3 separate regions of the Sus scrofa genome follow, and all the other regions are linked to region 2. The links are chromatin contacts, called in public Hi-C and promoter capture Hi-C maps. All regions are on one chromosome and are shown on one strand. The core of a region is the stretch at or near the end of the contact, and the rest is flanking DNA. Distances in the headings are between cores, read along the strand shown. Region 1 holds the start of CDKN2B (cyclin dependent kinase inhibitor 2B). Region 2 holds the start of MTAP (S-methyl-5'-thioadenosine phosphorylase). Region 3 has its middle 30 kb from the start of P14ARF.

Region 1 (2,700 bases), core at 183-2,682, 170 kb after region 2:
ATAGTATCCATTTGTATATATGCACATTATGCGAGCATTTATTTTAACAATAAACAATTTTTGATATTCAAATGGAGTTGTTTGTTCTTATGAGTTTGTTTGAAAATGTACCAAGGAATGTTATTTTTGTTTGTTTCATGAATATTAAAAATATCCATGTCTTCCCTTTAAAAATTATATCATTTCTACTCATGATGTAAAGAGCATTTCAGCTATAGAGAAGGGGGGAAAAGTGGTTCTTAATATCCCAGAATATGGTGAATTAAAATGACAAAGACACCTCTTTTTACAATTACTAATATAATTTGAAGTCTTTAAGAACTACTTTAAATATTTTTTGCTGTTTTAACCCGTCCCTCATTTTCTTTAACACTTTCTATGAATTCAAAATGAACAAACACACTTTCTTTAAAAGCTACACAATTAACAAGATTTCTTAATAATGGCTTGGTTCTGGAAGGTGAGTGAGGTAAATACTAAATATGACCATCATAGTTAACAGTAAAGCACAAAACATTACCTTAGATTTTAAAGAAATAAAAAAAATCAGCACTAAAGCGGGATTAATAATTAAACATACTGAGTAAATGAATATTAACGATGAAGAGGCCTTTGCCATTTAAAAGTTTCAGGGAAGCTTATGTAATCCAAGCATTCATTACGATAATAAAAATCGATAGACATATAGTTTGTCTAATGTAACACTCAAGAGATACTGCTAACAAGAAGGAATTAAGTACTGCAGTTGAAGAATCCTGTCATTTCTTTGTATTCAATTCGCCTGTATGAGGAAATAATAAAAAAATTCATATCATAGCTTAAAAATTACAGTGTTCAGGGTGATTTTTTTCATGTATGATGATTTTGTATGATTCCTTAAATCCAATCAAAATTGCGTAACTTGTAATTTAATTACCTCTGTCATTGAAAGTTGAGCGCTGTTTGGTGAAAGACAAACATAAGACAAATAGTTCTTGCCAAATAACCTCTCCTTTCCCACTTTCTTCCCCAACTGAATCTATCCCTTGCATCTCCGACGGGAGAGAAAATATTGGTCCTTTTTCCTCCCATTTAAAAGAAAACCAAATTGAAGTAGTGGGTTTCCCAATCCCTTTCTTTAGAATTTTTTGGATGGTGAAAACCTGCTTTACACCTAAGCTCCACACTCCAGCGAGAGACACACCGCCTGGGAGATCTCAGTCCCAGCCGCATTCCACGGAGGGACCTGTCGTGCGCCCCCTGTCGGCGAGGTCCGAGAGCCCCAGCTACCTGGATCGGGCGCCTCCCGAAGTGGTTGAGTCCATTGGGATCCGCACCGGCTTCCAGAAGTTGACGCACGGTCTCCACTTGCCCCCGAGCCGCGGCGTTGGCCAGGCCCGCATCTCCACCGCCGCCACTGAGCATGCCCTTGTCCTCCTCGCTCACTTTGCAGCCCCCAGACGCAAACTGTCCCCGATAATCCTCCGCTCGCCGTGAGCTTCGCAACACCCTTCCTGCTTTCTTCCCACCTCTCTCTAGCCCGCTCTCCCCACTCGGGAAGAGCTCAACTAAGCTTCAGTTCCCTTTCCGCGAGCTGAGGAGGGAGGGGGGAGGGAAGGCGTACAATGGCTGAGTGGCCTGTAGTTAAGTGGGGCTTTTCCCGGTGGCGCCCAGGAAAAGGCGCCTCGCGCAGCCGCAACCTCCCGCGAATCGGCTCTGTCCTCAGAGTGCGGGCGCGTTGTAAAGTCCTCTCCGCCGAGCTTCAGTCTGGCGGAGTGGAGAGGGCTGGAGCTGAAACGGTTCCCAGCTGGGGCTGCGGGGCTGGGCTCTCCCCACCTCCTTAGGCTCCGCCCCCTGTCCATCCGGCTGGCGCGACCAAGTCCCACTGCGCTGGCTGGGAGGCCTGGCAGGCTGCAGGAAGACAAGGGTAGGGGCGTGGGGCCTGAGCCGGACCGTGCTGGGACGCATGCGCCAGGCACCGCAGATCAGAGCCCTCTGTGCAACTCGTAGCGGCGTGTCCAGCAATCCTAGGCTAAGCTTTTTGGAAAGGCTGAACCAATGCACTCAGCTTCTAATAATCTCCCTCCAGCAGGCGGAGCAAAAGATTTCTATTCCTTCAGCCATGGACTAGCTGGTTTCATTTGGAGACTTTAGTAGCTCCCTGTATAATCAAAAGGCTGAGAAAAAGGCATTTATTAAAATAAAATCATCTCTCTTTAGATGTCTAAAAGTGACAACTCTCACCTGTCATGCAGGTTAAAGTCATCCTCAGGCAGAAACTTGAACTTTACTAGCTTCATATCTTGAATCAACTATAGTAATCTGTTGGGGGGTGGGGGGGAATCTTTCTATTTGAATCAGCCAAAAATCAGTCTCAGTGACCTGAGATTCTTGTTTTGAATGTGCTTTTTATTATTTTCATCTTCAAATTAAGTATACAATCCTTACACACACACCCCCGCCCCCAGCTAGTTTGAGATTGAGAGTTGCAACCTGGTACACATCAGACTTAAAAAATATAAATATATATTTTAATAATCTGAGATCCCAGTTTCATGATATTTGAACGGCCTATTTTTGTTTGCACTCTTACCTATTTAAACCCACCTCAGCAAGTATTCGATTTACATTTATCATGAGTAATAAAAGAAATTATGCAGTAATAATGAAACATAATAAAACAGGGGTGTGGTACTGGGCCTGTCATTAAACAGGCTGAAC
Region 2 (2,700 bases), core at 174-2,673:
ACAGAGGAAGAAAATGAAATCTGCATGATAAAATCCTTGCTCCCTCCTTCCCTCCAAAAAGATATTATCCCTGCCTGAACACAAACATTTCTTTTCTTTTTGCTAATAGCTCCCTTGCCCTATCCTATGAAAAAACACTTCCTGTGTAAAACCCTTCCAGAGCCCTTCTGGTTGCTAGCTGGTATGCTAGCAACTAGATTCAGGACGTGCCTAATAAAGCCTATCAGACATTCACATTTACTCAGTTGAATTTTGTTTTTAACCCTTGTATGTTTCCAACCCCTTTCCTGTCTAAAGGATCTTCTAATGCTTAAAGATTTAGCTAATTTACAGAGTCTAACTTTTGGCAGGGAAGTGGTATTGAGTAGAAACTGGACTTGCTGGTCACATCAAAGCACATAACTTGGTCAAGATCCTCTAATTGTGAAGCAGCCATAACACCCAAGGCATCTGTGTCCCTGCTATTGTTTCCCCCCCTCACCCCCCGGTGGTGGGCTCTCAAAAATAAGGCCATCAGCAGTCAGGTTTCTCAGAAACTACATTCATGAAGAATCCCCAGCCTCCTGCTCTTTCCAATCTTCTTCTTTAATTCTTCTCCATTTCATTTTATAGCTTAAAAGAAATAGAAAAAAAAAACTTTACGTTGCAAGAAAATTTAAATCTAGAATAATCAAAGTCTTTGCTTAAGGAAACAGTACATCGTGCCGCACCCAAACAGTGATGTTTTAAATGAAAACATACTTGTGTCTTGTTTCAGTGTTTTGCTGCTCCAGGGAAAGAGGAAAGTCCATTCCTTCACAGCCACCTTCCCATTCCCAGAGTAATTTGCAATATTTCCGTATCTCAGTACACTACTGTCACTCAGCATTTTGCTTAGTAGAATTTAATCCATCCAGGGAGTTCTGAGAGTAAGGGATTACGCCAGTGGAGGGTCAGTGTAAGGTGTGTGGGTCCTGGGGCGGGGGTTGACCACCCAGTGATCAGTGATGAAGACCTGAGTCTGGATTCTGAACGTAGGTATACTGGACTTTGCCCAGGGTGGGGAAGGTTAAGTATAGCCCTGGTGCTGTGGACCAGGTTGGGAGTTTGGAAGGTTTCATCCCCTTAAAAGCCTCCCCTCAAAGAGTTTGTAGGTCGAAAAGGTTACCCAGTAAGTAGCACTGACTCTGTTTCTTTTCGTCATCCCTAAGTCTTGGGTCAAGCCCACCCCTGCTCTATCCCCTACAAATTAAGGGAAAGGAGCAAACACCCACTTGGGTCCCGGTGGTAAGAGCCAACTGCACCCTGCCCCGCGTTAGCAACTGGAGGTGATATTCAGAAACAGCCTGTTCCCTCCCCTCCACGGTTTTTCTTTCCTGCAGAACTCGTGGAATGCAGATGGGCCTGGTTTTATAGAGATTAGCAGGCAGCTGATACTACACGGAGCCGGGAGTGCTACTTGTAGGGTTCTTGTGAAAGTTAACGGCGCTGATTAAAGTGCAAAGCGCAGTGTCTGGACAGCATGAGCGCTCAGTAAGAGGTCTCCATTATTATCACTATCATGAGCCTATTAGTTAAAATTGGGGATGGAAAAAAACAACGGAAAACCGGAAAGGTCTGCAAAAGGGGCTGGACGCGGGAATCTCCAAATGAGGAGGGGGGTGGCGGGGGAGAGCCCACATCAGCAGCCAATCCAGCTGTCCCGGGAAGGAAGAGGAGGAGCCAGAGCCGCCCCCGGGCCCTCGCTGCTCAGTCCCGCGCTGAGCTCCGGAACCCGCTCCGCTCCTGCAATCCCCGCAAGGCTACTGCTTCTTCCTCGCACAGACATGGCCTTAAGTGCCGCTGCTGCAGCCGTGAAGGTGAGATTAGCCGGCCCAGGGGCTGGAGTCCTCCCATCCTGGGTAACCGTGCCTGTAAACCGTGCGCCCCCGCCGCGGCGGGGAGGTTCTGGGGCCCGTTAACCCAGGGGCGGGGAGCCGGGGAGAGGAAATAATTGCAAAGGCGTCCCCCAACCTTTGATCTCTGCACCCACAGCGCGCAGGGCGTGGGCAGCCCCTTCCAAGAGGGGCAGCAGGCGGGCACTGCGTCCATCCCCGCCCAAACACCACTCCTTTTCGGGCAGATTTGTCTGCCTAAGGCTTGCGGGTGTGCCAGGTGGGTGAGTGCCTGCAACTGCCGGGACTTCCTGGTGCCCTGCCCAGGCTCAACACTTCCGCTCTAACCTGGCCCTTTGCCCGAAGCCCACGTGGGAGAGCTGCGTGCTTGCTCTTTTGTAAGCTTCCGGCTTTTTTTTTTTTTTTTTTTTTTTCCCTTCTTCTTCTAAACGTAGACCTCAGTTCAGAAGTCCCCACGACTTCCACCTCCCACCCCGCTGTGCAATGCTATGGGGACTCTGATACTTTTTTACGATACTGAAAAGAGAGTACGGAAGTACTGGTACTGGGCCACTCCCTGTTGGGAGGGCCCTGGCTTTGAATTGCTTTGTTGGCAACCTTGAAAGTTAGAGATCAGTTTCCTTGTGCCTCGGCTCTGAGATCTCCGTGTAAGGGATCATTGTGTGGAGGGAGCTTTGCCGGCGGAGGGCGCGAGTTCCGAAGATTGCAGCGAGTTTTCCTGGGGCTTTTAAACACTTCTTCCAGGTTGGTGCCTTGGGAAGAGAGAGAATTACAGTACACAAACATAAATTGATAATAAAACTTAAGGTCTCTTCTTGGCTGTTTA
Region 3 (2,700 bases), core at 171-2,670, 130 kb after region 2:
TGAGGTACTTTTCCTGGCAAAAAAGTAACACACTGTCCCCATTTCTCTCTTCCCTCCTTTTATCAATCACATCTCAATTGTCCTTAGGAAAACACATTATCTCATTATTCAGCTTTGTGCAAACTAGTTTCCCCTTCCCCCCTACAAAGACAGACTCCTTAATTTCTAAGGCCAAATCTGTTTTGTCTTACTATTCCTATATAAGGCTTGAAAGTATGGCAACTAATAAAAAACGGTTTACATGTTAAAGCAGCTTTAAAATTATATGCCAACTAATGGTGATTTAGAAGTTGGCAGGTAGAAGAATCCTGAGATTTGCCTCATGGATTGCTAACTTCAAATTTTATGTGTAACAAGAGCTTTCTCATCTGAGTTAACAACAACAAAAGTCATTTCATTACATGATTCATAATGAGGGGAGCACGATTTCTCTTTCTCTCTCCCTCCTCAGTTCCAATAAAGAAAAAATACTACCAGTAGCTTCTAGGTAGAGTTTACATGTTGATTCGTTGTTTTATTTATTATAAAATCTTTTTGACAATCTTTACCAAATTAAGGGTGTTTGGCTTGGTAGGAAAACAAGTGTGGTTTCAGTATGTTAAGACATTTGTCTTTGTATAAAGGGAAAGATTTCCTAAGAAGGTAGCTTTAGAACAGAACACTGAAAGATTTACGACCACCACCAGTACTTTCTGTCTTGTTTTATCTTTCCTTAGAGACGGTGAGTCCTGTACTCTTATTGCGTAGCACACTGCGTGGCATACAAGAGGTGCTGAATATTTCTTGAGTGAATCAAAGAAAAGAAAATTACTTACGGAGGCAGAACTCTTCACATTCTCCCCCAGATCTCACATATATTTTTATAGTAAATGGAGTGCAAACAGAATCTGGGACAGCTACATTATCCACCTGAACAGAGACAGAGGTTAGAGAATATTATTCTCAATTTGCTCCGAAATACCTTAAAAATATTAGTAAACACAGGGGATAACGTAAATAATTTCAGAGAGGGGTCCATAGAAAGCCTTGTTCCTTGGCTGCGACCCCTCAGGGGAAACAATTCTTTAAGACCAAGCCGTCTACAGATAGAACCCGTGGTAACAGCCAATAATTAAGTCAGCTATTTAAGGAAAAGACAACTGAGACAAGTCAGAAAACGACTAAATTATTGTAAGAAATTCACTCCAAGAAAAGTTCAAATAGAAAAAAGGGAATAATAACATTCATTTAAAAATATGTAAGTCTGCTTATAGCTTGAACATTATTGCTTAAATCGAGTACGTGAGATCTGGCAGCAGGCGCCGGCCGCCCTTCGCGCCGGCGCTGCCCGGGCAGCTGGGAGACGCGGTCACCTGGTAGAGGAGGCCCGAATCTTAAGGCTCTTCTCCGGGCCTCGGGTTCCCAGCTCGCCGCGCTCGGGGCGCTCCCCACTGAAGCTGGAATGTGCCTCAGTCCAACAGTACCTTTTTTTGCTTTCCTTAACGGCTGGCTGGCTCCAAAGTTTCGTCCGTTATTACGGAAAAGCCCCTCCTCCGGCCTCAGAGCCGAGCGGAGGTCCCGAAGCCTTCCTTCCAGCTTCTGGGCCCCTATAACCTTGGTTATAATTTCTCATCCTTTCTCTCCTCTTCCTTCTTTCTCGCTAGCTCGTTTCTGGTTTTTGTTTTTTGTTTTTTTGGGGTTTTTTTTTTTTTTTTTTTTTAAACAGAGAACACCCCTCTCCAGTTTCTCGGCCCGCGCAAGGGGCCCGGGCGCAGTCGCGCATTTCACATCCACATCCTGGCGGCGGCGGCGGCGGCGGCGGCGGCGGCGGGGGCGGGGCCCGCGCTCTGCGGGTTCCTGAGATGCGCACGTGCACGCCCTGTTCTGCAACAGCCCAAAACAAACTAATCCGGGCGGGAGGCCCTAGGGTCTTCAAGTGACTGCCTGTTCCACCCCTCCCGCCTCCCTTGCCCAGGTTCAGGGCGCGTAGTCTGGGGCAAGCGGCAGGGGAATGACTGTGAAGTAGCTCTGAATCTCTGAAGGAGGAGAGAGAAAGAGACGTGGTGGGGACGAGGAGGAAGAAGGAAGGGGGGGAGGAGGAGGAAGGAGGGTGGAGGGAGAGAGAGTTGAAGAAAGGAGAAGAGCCAGCTCTTAGCGTGCGAAAAAGATCTTAGAGTGCGAAAAAGATCTTAGAATGCTAAAAGTGCAAAGGGGGTAGTGGGGAATATTTGGAGGGGAGTTAGAACCAGAGGGGGATTCACAGAACCAGAGGGGACAGGTAACTCAGAGAGTAGGAAGGTGGGCTATGGAGGACTGGTTCCCAGTCATTGGGGATAGATGCAGGAAGGAACTTAACACATCAGAGGCATTTCGCCAGCCATTCTGTTCGACAGCAAAACAAAACAAAGGATAGTGGAAATGGCAGAATAGGAAGCTACAAGGGCCCATCCCTACACGCAAACACTAAGAAGATAGGTGTCAGAATTGACTTTGTTGAGGATAATATGGGAAAAAGAACGTATATGTGTATGTGTGTCTGGGTCACTTTGATGTACAGCAGAAAATTGACAGAACACTGTAAAACAGCTATAATGGAAAAAATAAAAATCATTTGAAAAATAATAAAACAAAACAAGCTTAGGGTCCAAGTGATAAATTAGAATGTAAAACCTGTCACTGAGAAAGGCGATCAAATGTAATTTTTTCAAGGTTTCATAAACC

The links. Promoter capture Hi-C pulls out the DNA fragments that hold promoters and counts their contacts. Hi-C and Micro-C count contacts between places; a contact is called where the count stands out from the background.
Region 1: a promoter capture Hi-C map of liver shows a contact between it and region 2, with 3 times the contacts expected there. The contact joins the promoter of CDKN2B here to the promoter of MTAP in region 2. A contact is called at or near these places in 1 of 5 promoter capture datasets (liver), 16 of 47 Hi-C or Micro-C datasets (adipocytes, adipose tissue, embryonic fibroblasts and 9 more) and 2 of 2 datasets of contacts at active chromatin or transcription factors (alveolar macrophages and skeletal muscle).
Region 3: a Hi-C map of undifferentiated spermatogonia shows a contact between it and region 2, with 2.3 times the contacts expected there. The contact joins the enhancer-like site here to the promoter of MTAP in region 2. A contact is called at or near these places in 2 of 47 Hi-C or Micro-C datasets (embryonic fibroblasts and undifferentiated spermatogonia) and 2 of 2 datasets of contacts at active chromatin or transcription factors (alveolar macrophages and skeletal muscle).

Annotation. Positions count from the first base shown.
Region 1 is chr1:200,760,060-200,762,759 of Sscrofa11.1, reverse strand. CDKN2B (cyclin dependent kinase inhibitor 2B) reads right to left here and starts at 1,432. Exons shown (of 2, transcript NM_214124.1): 1 at 1,270-1,432. The coding sequence starts at 1,404.
Region 2 is chr1:200,933,112-200,935,811 of Sscrofa11.1, reverse strand. MTAP (S-methyl-5'-thioadenosine phosphorylase) reads left to right here and starts at 1,423. Exons shown (of 8, transcript XM_003121879.4): 1 at 1,423-1,838. The coding sequence starts at 1,566.
Region 3 is chr1:200,802,986-200,805,685 of Sscrofa11.1, reverse strand. No RefSeq gene overlaps it. Among named protein-coding and RNA genes, the nearest start is that of P14ARF, 30 kb to the right of the region's middle. Within about 2 kb of position 1,420, at least 8 of the 83 cell types and tissues checked have an H3K27ac peak or open chromatin away from gene starts, as enhancers often do. A contact at or near this core is called in undifferentiated spermatogonia, where this site is marked.